Regions from separate parts of the Gossypium hirsutum genome. Here region 1 is linked to region 2. The links are chromatin contacts, called in public Hi-C maps. All regions are on one chromosome and are shown on one strand. Each heading gives the region's core, a stretch centred on a gene start, on an enhancer-like site or on the middle of the called end of the contact. The rest is flanking DNA. Distances are from core to core; before and after follow the strand shown.

What was found. A called contact is a pair of places that touch in the nucleus more often than the background predicts.
Region 1: a Hi-C map of leaf shows a contact between it and region 2, with 1.7 times the contacts expected there. The contact joins the promoter of LOC107961717 here to the promoter of LOC107961715 in region 2. A contact is called at or near these places in 9 of 34 Hi-C or Micro-C datasets (anther, callus, hypocotyl and 1 more).

Annotation. Positions count from the first base shown.
Region 1 is chrA06:44,599,083-44,604,728 of Gossypium_hirsutum_v2.1, reverse strand. LOC107961717 (pentatricopeptide repeat-containing protein At5g16640, mitochondrial) reads left to right here and starts at 2,933. Exons shown (of 4, transcript XM_041115400.1): 1 at 2,933-3,286; 2 at 3,672-3,766; 3 at 4,093-4,217; 4 at 4,627-5,018. The coding sequence starts at 2,933. The coding sequence ends at 4,664.
Region 2 is chrA06:44,281,984-44,287,339 of Gossypium_hirsutum_v2.1, reverse strand. LOC107961715 (importin-5) reads right to left here and starts at 1,800. Exons shown (of 21, transcript XR_005928778.1): 1 at 348-1,800; 2 at 1-98.

The DNA.
Region 1 (5,646 bases), core at 1,684-4,183, 320 kb before region 2:
TATTTAGATTTGGAATGTACGCCAAAGAAGAAATAACCAAAGGGTACTTAGGTTGAAAGTTTAGGAGGACAACATAATAAGTATATAGCGAAAGAAAGAATGTATGTGAGGAAAGGAAAGAGTCTGGAGTTATTTCAAGACAATGGAGAAATAACCAAAACCAATCGAATAGTTATAGGATCGACCAGGGGAAGACCGCTTATCAATCTATCTACAAATAGACGAGCTCAAAAAATGAATCGGAGTCCGCCATTTCAGATTAAGAGAAGTCATCCCAAAAGATTACGGAGTTAAATGTGTTTAGATTTTTTTCATTTATTATCCTTGCATTGACCGGGTCTATTTTTGAGTAATGCAGTAAAGAAACTCACTAAGTTCTTTGGAAATTATAAAATTTTAGTCTATATTTGCAGGACTTGTTAGGTAGTTAAGGATCTTGAGGAGGGACCAAGCCATATCTTATTAGATCAAGGGTTATCATTAATTTGGTGTCATGCACATAGGATTGGGTACCTTCAAGGGCTTCGTCTTGGGGTTAGATATGCTGTAATTAAGTAGTTTTCTTAGAATATAGAATTTTCAAGTTAGTTAAAATTAAGTTTGGTTTAAGGTTACTGTTGTAAGAAACATTCAAAATGAATTGATAAAGTCATTTGGCGAATTTTTTGATTAAGGGTTTTAGAGCAAACCGATTCAATTGTGACACTTCATACCCTGACTCGACGATTGAGGTGGGCAAGGGCGTTGCAGGGTCGTTAACTTCAATGACCAACAGTTAAAGTTAATGGTTAAAGGGCCTTTTTGATGCATTTTATATTTTTATTATGATTTTTTATAAAATTTTACAAATTTTTATAATTTTTTTCTAATTTTTAATATTTTTATTAAAATTTAATAATTTTTAAAACTATAATTTAATTTAATTTTTTTGGCCACATGTCACGTCGTGGTTGTGACATAAGGTGGCTTTAACTAAAAAAAATTAGGGGTAGTTAACTTTAACAATCAACTGTTAAAGTTAATGGTCAAATGGCCTTTTTTGACAATTTAAGTACCCAATTGAGTGCAAATTCAAAAGGCAGGGGCTTTAATACTTTTTTTTGAAAAGTTTGAGAGCCTTTTGATACATTTTAAAAATTTAAATACCCAATTGAGTACAAAAAAATATAAGTACTTAATTGCTTTCTTTAAAAAATTTAAAAATTTTTTACACCCTTAAACCTACTTAAATATAAAAAAAAATATAATACACGCTTAATCATTTAAACCCGTGTCTTCCTCATTATTACAACAACAAAAACAAATCTAAAATTCTCACGTTAAATAGATGCAATAATAAAAGAGATCAACTTTCACATTGTCAAAGTTTGCCAAGTTGACCAGACCAAATTTGTGCCTAACACCGTCCACTAGTTATTATATATACATATATGTAAAAGGGAAAGATAAAATAAAATGATGACAATGGATAAGCAATTAAGCATGTGAATTTCGTGCTTAGTCTAAAATTTACCAATATAATGTGAAGCCAAAAACCTAGTATATATTGCAGCGCATGTGACATTCATTATTTTATATATGGCAGAAAATAGGAACCCCACCGACCAACTCCCACTATGTGTTTTAGGATATTTCAGTTCATATTTCGCATTCTTCACTGTCGGAAATTTTACTGCAAATATACATGTGATGGAGTTTAAAGGAAGGAAGGTAGTCAAATAGTGTGTATGGTGTGAATGTATTCTTTAGATTTGTTAGTGATAAATATTAATATTGATTGTGTTTCGTGTATTATTTTAAATTTATCAATATTTTAAATATTTTATATATCTTATATATAAAATATTTAATTGAATTAGATATAATTCAATTGAAAAAAATAATAAAAATATTATATTAATAAAGTTATATAAATAATTTAATTTTTTAAATAAAATAAAAAAAATTGTATGACAATCTTGCCAACGCAATCAAAATCTCATTAACAATTTTTATTTTTATTGTATGAATAATTATTATTATTATCTTTAAAAAATCATCGCTTAAACATTTCTATTATATTATTTTTATTTCTTTCACCTAGTATACCATAGTAATAATATTATATACATGCAAATATACCTTAATTGCATGCATATAAATATAGTTATATGCAAAAATATAATAAAGTTCAATAACTTAATTTAATGATTATATATATTTTTAAATATAATTATAAAAATATTTAAGTTAAAAAATATTGAAAATTTAATTAAAATAGTAAATTTTGTGTTGATCAATACGTACTGATACAAATTAATATTAGCAAAAAAGTGGAACATATATAGTAACTGATTGAAACTATTTGATACCAATTGAAGGCTGAAAAGGAACGTAATGGCCAATACGACCTGTATCGAAACGATAAAATTATCGGTTTTTGGGTTGCCCATAAATGTGGCAAAAATATATGGGCCACAACTGATCAATTCAGGCCCATCCATTTTCATTTTTCTTCCTGGGTTCAAAATATAGGGTCTGTTTGATAGGGGAAAATATTTTCCGGAATTGGTTTTCCCCATTTTCCAGTGTTTGATTGGAGGAAAATATTTTCCTTTTGGAAAATCAACTCCAAAACACGGGAAAATGCCTTACAATTTTGGGAAATTGTCTTACCGATTCAATCTCCGTAAGACATTTTCCTAAAGCTCTCATGCATTCTTCTCCCTTCATCCAGTAAGCTTCCTTCATCCATTCTTCTCCCTTCATTCCTTCAAATTTCCGTTCTTGAAAGCTTCATTTTGGTTCAGAACTGGAAACCGCTGCTGGTACGTTGCAATTCTATTTTTCGACGGTTACTTCGTTTATTTTTCATTTCTTTTTTGCTTTTATGCTCCGTTTATTTTTCATTTCTTTTGGCTGTTACTGTCGCTGCCATTTCTGCTTTCAAATGATGGGTAAGCTTCATTCTTCTTTTATTCTTCGTTCGATTGTTAATGCTGGAAGCCATCTTTCTAATTTCCACTCTTTTTCTTCTTCTTCTAACACCATTGCTACCCACATCGACTGCCTAAGTAAGAAACCCATGTCCATGCCTGTTAGAGGAAAGGGAAAAACAGACCACTGCTTCGATAATGTTGATCATGCTTTGAGTTTGTTCAATAAGATGATTGAAAAGTACCCAAAGCCTTCAATTGTGGAATTCACTAAATTATTTGCAACCATTGTTAGAATGAAACATTATGTCATTGTTGTTTCTATGTGTAGCCAGATGGAATTATTAGGCGTTTCCCATGATGTTTATTCTGTGAGCATCTCGATTAATTGCTTTTGTCAATTAGGTCGAATTGATTTTGGGTTTTCTGTTTTGGGGAAAATGCTGAAGTTAGGTGTTGAGCCTGATGTTGTAATTTTTTCAACTTTGATTAATAGGCTTTGTAATCAAAGTAATATTTCTGTGGCCGTTTGTGTATTCGATATAATGTTCGATATAATGTTTTCTGGAAAAAGGATTGATCTTTATGGTTGTATTATCTCTAGTAATCTTTTGTAAATATAATGTTTCCATCTTTGTTGTTGATTTATATTCTGCCCTCTTTATACATAATGTTCTGTGTAGAGAATGAGTGTATATGTTGTATCCTGTTGAATGGGAATATATAATTGAACCTATTTTACTTTTCTTTTCCCAGTTGGTTGTGGAAAGAATGTTGGCTTCTGAAGGAATAAAAGGGATAGAATTGGGCAGAGATGAATTTGAAAAACGAGTTTGGGAGTGGAAAGAGAAGTATGTCTTCCCTTAAATTATTTGCATACTTGGTTTTTCTGCTGTTCTTTGCTGATTTTGAATCTGTTACTTTGTACATATCATCTATTGTGTTTTATTTGCTTGAGGGGTTCTCCACAACTTCAATAAATTCTACTTCTTCTCCTTCCAAATACTGATACTTATGGAGTTTTATTGCTTTAACCCGTTGCTTAATTTCTGGTGTTTATTGTTCATATTTGACCATACTTCCAAGTTTTCTGGCAATCTTTTTTCTTTGTGCATTATATAGTAGTTTTAGTTTTATCTTTTCATTTAATTATTATGGTTCATTTATTTTATGATAGGTTTCGACCCCGCATTCTTATTGATGTTAACAAGATTGACATGACCACCACTGTCCTGGGATTTAAGATTTCAATGCCTATCATGATTGCTCCGACTGCTATGCAGAAAATGGCTCACCCTGAAGGTATGAATGTTCTGGTTTTTTAGTACCCTTGTTATGAGATTGTTTGAGCAACTAATGTTCACATATCAGATTGAGCACAGTCGTCTTTGGTTGCTGAGTATGCTTAGACTTGCATGATGATTTACATTGCAACTCTGGATATTTCCTGAAACAGAACAAATTTGTATACGAATGATTTCCAGATGCGAAGGAGTGAATAAAATGTAAAATTTAACTTTCGTATGCAGACATAGCATCAATTCTTACTTATGATGTTCATGGACTATGCCATAGAAGTCAAACAAATCAGCTTAAATTCCATTGCTTACTATCATGTTTCACTTTGCTAACTGATATTTAGCATGTTTATTTTCTCATTTGATCATAATATTCTATCTTCCTGATGTACATGGTATTACTCAATGTGCAGATTCCTCACTTGAGACCTGCGGAATACAAGAGGTCTAGGTTACCTAGGAACAGGAGGACTGTGAACCGTGCCTATGGTGGTTTTGAAGATTCAGAAAACAAAGGAAAATGTTTCATCAAAGAGCCAGTTCAACCGATAAAAGATTCATTATGACAGGAAGTAACAACGTTGTTTCTGATTTTTGTTTTTTTCTTCTAGTTCTACGCATTTTCAAACATCTCTTGTACAAGTAAACTTCATAAATAAACTTCATAAATAGAGAAAGAATCAAGACACCGCATGTTGTATCAAGATATTGATACTTTTATGTGGTGTAATATTATGCACTTGGACAATGTTGTTACTATGTGGTGTACTACTAATTATGTATTTGGATAATATTATTTCTAGTACTCATTGTGGTTTCGAAGCAATTTATAATTATTCAATACTTGTTTTTTAACACAATTACAAATAATTTATTTGATATTAGTTTTTTTCAATTTATAACCATTAATATTGTAGCTTAATAATTGAGTATTATTATAAATAAATCATTGCAATATATGTAAAATAATTTAAAATATAAAAATTTATTAATATATATTAATATATGTAAAAACAACTTTTCCGGAAAATATTTTCAGGAAATCTGTCAAACAGCAGAAAATATTTTACACAGATTCAATCAAACACCAGAAAATATTTTCCAGTAAATCATTTTACAGAAAAGTAAAACATTTTCCAGAAATCATTTTACGGAAAATATTTTACTGGCAATCAAACAGACCCATAATTGAAAAATCCTTTTTCACTTAATCAGATATATGGTTTAATATTAGGGAATTTCATATCTCCTCCTACGTTATAAAAGAAGATAATTAAGTTATTGTATCAATATCTTTATTCTGAATTTTAAGATTTTTATTTGAATTTAATTTTTTTAAGATAAAAATATTGATGTGACATTAAAATATTAAAAAAAAGGATACAAATAATGTAGTGTCACTGTTATTGTTTCATACAATCCTTCCTCATTAA
Region 2 (5,356 bases), core at 551-3,050:
CCAATTGCATTAATAGCTGCCCACCTTACACGAGGATGAGAATCATGAAATGAGTTCAAAACCATGGAAACCACTTGTTCCAGATTTTTAATCATAACCTGCAAGTACAGCAACAAATAAATTTAAAAAAAGAAAAAGAAAATAAACATCTTCCTAATTTTTTACTCAACCATGAAACATAAGGCATTTTTTCCTTTCAAAGCTGAATTAGCCATGCCATTAGGCTATAAAAAAATATGTTTGAATCCACATGCACTAGACAGAATTCCACCCCATTGTTAGTAAACTTACAACACCATAAACCAAACTGAATAACCACATTAACAAACGATGATTAATAAGTGTACCTTGGCACACCCCTCAGCAATCTGAGCAAGGGCAATTAGTGCAGCATGATGCTTTTGCCACTCAGAAGCAGCCAAATAAGCAGGCAACTGCTCAGATGCAACAGGAACAATTGTGTTCCCACCTAAGGAAATTGCCAAACGATCCAAACACTCCTGTCCGACACTGTAATTGCTGGTCTCTCCAGCATCCTCATCCTCAGATTCTGCTGTGTGCCATGCTGCATCATCCTCAATATCTAACAGCATTCTCATCAATATTGCAAATAACCTACTAATAAATTGCGGCAACTTCCGCATCATTCCAGGAGCACGCTCCCTTGCTTCCGCCAAAGTCACCACAAATTCAATCGCCAAATGACGTGTCCCTTCCTCAAGAGATTCTGCCTCTGCAATCTGCAGCATCGAACCCACTACATCAACAAGCTGCCTCCTAAGAAACCGTGGCTCGGTACCTGCCAACTCGATCAACAACTCAAGTGCCTCCTGAGCAGTGGCCTCATTCCCGTTATTTAAAGCCTCTGTCAAGGTCCTCATCATTGCTGGCAAAAGATCCTGAAACCTATCCCGATCGGATGAGCTGGTCAAACATTGAATAAAGTTGATGACCGCATTCAACGCAGCAATTTTGACATCGGCATTAGAACTTTCACTCAGGCACCTCAAGAACACAGTGTGTAGATCCTTTATAAAAGGAGTCAACACATCCCCAATATATTGACTCAGCTGCGCAAATATCAAAAAAGCAGACTCCTGTAATTTAGGGGAATCCGAAGAGACACACTGAAACATAAACGGCAAGAGCTCTGGCCACCCATTCTCCGGCAAAATACTGGAAGCAAGCTCCGCAACAGTATCGCACAGCTTTTTAGATAAATTTTTGGTGGTTTCCACTTGGATTTGAGACAGAATCACGGATTTGAGGGAAGACTGTGTAGAAATGTTGAGGCGAGGCCAGATATAGGAGTCGTCACGCGTCAACAACTTACGGAGGAGAATAGCTGCCATGGCGCGAGTCTCGGGCTGAGTGCAGACTTGGAGAAGGTGGGCGAGGCGAAGGCAGAGGGCGTCAGGGTCCGATTGCTTGCATAGATTAAACAAGGCCTCAGCGTGAGAACGTTGTTCGTTTGATGATGACATCAAGTGGGAGACTAGGGTTTCAAATGGAATCGGGTCAGGTCCTAGGATGAGGGCGAGCTGCGATTGCTGGTCCATGGCGGCGAAGGAGAAGGAGGAGGAAACGGAGACGGAGAAAATGATGAAATTGATTCCTTTGTCACCTCTTCGTTAATGCTTTTGCTCTGTGTTTTGTTGGGCGTCTTCTTGAGTGGGAGTGTGGGGGAAAATAAGGGATTTTAAGAGAGAGAAAACTAGGGCTGACAAGAAAAAAAAGGGGGCTGGATTAGCTGTAATTTTACGTGTCATGATTATTAATGTGAGTACCCACTTCCTTTCTTCTTTTCTTTTTTCATTTTTGGAGGGAAAAATAAAATACTTACTCCTACAATCCTACTAAACCACTAACGGGATGTCTGCTGTGAGCTTTGGAAAAAAAAAACTTAGGACGGATTTTACCCATTCAACAAGGTACAAGTTAAAATTGATATATTTTCATATTTTTTTGGTATTCTCTAGTAATAATTGGTATAGCTTTATAATTTTTGTAATTCTTCAAAAATTTCGATAATTTCTCATCGGTTTTAATATTTCCTCGTCATTGGCATTTAATAGAATTTTTTAATACGTTCTAATAATTTTCGAAATTAAGATTTGATACGAGAAATAATTTTGATATAAAAACATATATTATTTTTAAATATTAAGAACTGTTAAGGGGAAATTGTAACTGTAAATTATGATAAGTTTTAAATCATTATAGATTAGTGTGATGGTCAAATAATTTGTGCATCCGTTTTGAATTTGTTTTCGGTTAATAATGATTATAAAACATGAACTTGTAATGATGGTTGATATGAACAATCATTTGAAAATGGAATATTTTGTATGCATATGAAATATGATAACTGACAGCATGTGAAAGATTATACAAACCGATTATACGAGCTTTAAAGGCTTGTCTAAAAATGACACAAAACAAATGATTCAAGAAGGAAATGTGAAAATGAATTGACTTGGTGAAATGCATTGGCATATAATTGAATTATTGCAATGATAGGAAACTTGGTATTCTATGCTAATATGAATTTATCAATTAGCATAAGGTATGCATTTTGGATAGATTTGACATGAATTGAAAATTGTTATTGTTGAAAACTAATTCATGATTTTAGTGTAAGTCTAACATGCTATGTTGATTTGAAACATAAAAGTACCACTGAGCTTTATCGCTTAACGTACGGTTTGTTTATTCTATGCATAGGTACTAATAGATCTCAAAGACTCGAGGAGTGATCCAGCATTCAAACCGCAACTCTCATCTTAGCAAAGTTTGTATAGTTTCTTTATGCTTCAATATGTGGCATGTACCCAAAATTGAGTCGGTTTTAAGTAGTAAATTGTTGATTTGGTGTTTTAGATATCATGGTTAGTTTGATATATGATACATGAGTTGTATATGATATATATATATATATATGTAAGTAGCATAAGGTTTAAAATAATGTAAATATGTTAATGTTCATATTACAGAGTTGTTGTGATTTTATGTTCAAGGAAGTTATGAAAGCAGTAGGTGACGTCACGATGAAAAATCAACAGAGAGTGACATCACAACTATGGACCTTCGATGTCATGACATCAACTCGATAGTTTTAAAATTGTTGCATTTTAGTGTTAGAGTATGCCCAAAGACCAATCATGAGATGATTGTAATCACATACTCATTTTACCTTGTTTTCTAATATAATGCATTGCCATTATTATTTCAGTTTCTTTTTATGTATGCACGAATAAAGTATTTAATAATAAAGTCCTAAGAATAATATGATTATTCTTAAAAGGTCCTTAGTCAAGTATTATAGTGGGCTTGGACAATGATAATGCATTGAGACTAATGTGTAGTTGATTAATGATGAAGTGTTGTCATTGACATAGGGATGTCAAAACTGATACGCGAGTATGTGTTAGAGAACAACATACTGGACTGACTTGCTATGAGTATTGTTATTGGATTATTATGTAATAGTCACAACATTACTCATAGTGATAATTATGTATATGATCCTTAGACTTGAGATCATCATTGTCCCAACATAGTGAGTTGTATATTTTGACACAGTCAAACGTCTACCATAACAGGTTATACTATAAAGACTGATGTTGGGTATGTCACAATCTATGTAGAGGAATATGGTTGATCAAGATAGGATTTGTCCTTCTTACATAATACGAGTAATATCTTAGGCCTCTTGATGGAGTGAGATTAAAAATGCATGGCCATGCTCGAATCAGTTGATATAAGATATCACACTTATTTTTTTATAGTAGTCTACTCAGAATATCAAGAAAGATGATATTGGACTATACAAGTGTGACAATTTCATCACTTGTGTCCAATCTAGATGTTAAGGATAAAAGCATATAATACATGAAAAGATTATCACAAAAAGGTAATGTCGAATCACGACTTCTTGCAACTTGGTTATCAATGATGCATTACTAGATGCCACTCATTGTTTATAATATTAGAGACATTATAATATTATTATTAACTTTACAAGAACCTACAAGGTCACACCCTATAGTTGAAGCAAACTGAATCCAAATACATTTGGTATTGTATTTAGTTGTCACATGAATTAAATTAATTATTGAATTAATTTAATTCGATAGTTAAATATTTAGCACATTATATGTACAAACTTGTTGTACACAAATAGAGAACATAGATAAAATTAATATATGAATTTGATTCAAACAAAATATTAATTATATATAGTTTATCAAAATTATTAATATAAATAGTTATAATAATTAATTTCGGTCAAAATATAGAAGGACATGAAAGTTGATATTCTTTAGGAAATAATATAATTTGTTTTTCTAACTTTCTATTTGTTTCTCTAATAATAAGGGAATAATCTCGTTTTATTTCTGATATGTGATATTAAAGAAAATAAAAGATATCAAAAAAAAATAAAAGGAATATAATCCATTAGTGTGTTAAGGTTACCAAGAAAAACAATATCTAAAGGTCTAACAGCCATTTTTGATTTTTCTCTCTAAAAAAGTTTAAGAGAATTTTGTTGTTCATACTTTGACTGGGTGAATTACGTAGAGGTCGAAACGTTACTGTTGCAGCTTGGGATCGACATCGTTCAAAGGAATCATATCAACAACGTTGTTCGTCGCTTTTCCAGTTTCGAAAAAGGTATATTTTCGACCCTTGTTTCAACCTGGTTCATTCCTCGTACATGGATCCATGGTTGATGATCACCAGAATAATTTTCCTCCTATGCCACGGGGTGTACCACGATCCAACATTTAGTCCTTAACCAATCTCAATTTATCGAAAGAGCTTTCGTAAGCTCATTTAAATCCTAGATTCAATTATATAATGCATTATAATTGTGTATTGAACTTAATAGCATGTACAAACTGTTGAACTGAAATTGAAATTGAGATCGTAGTTGCTCCGGTAACGAATGTGGCATCCCGTAACTTGGATCCGACAACCGGGTCGGGTATGGGTGTCACATGTTCGATTGACTTGTGACACCATGTAACACCCTAAACACGATCTAATCGTCAAGTTTGAGCTGTAGTGTGTCACATTCGTTGTCGAGGCAACTACCATTAATTTAGATACAAATACACATCACATTTCATATAACTTACTTATGAACATATGATAACACTATTTACTAAATTCACAAGTACTAACTTGTTACTGAAATTCATGTAAATATAAAGATATACCAAAAGTGACTCAACTAGTTAAGTACATGCCAAACTATTCAAAACGTAAATACACCTGATTTTGGGATCCTCTCTAGGTGCTAAAGCCAAAATTCATTGTAACACCCCTCGCCTAACCTGATCTCTGGACCCAA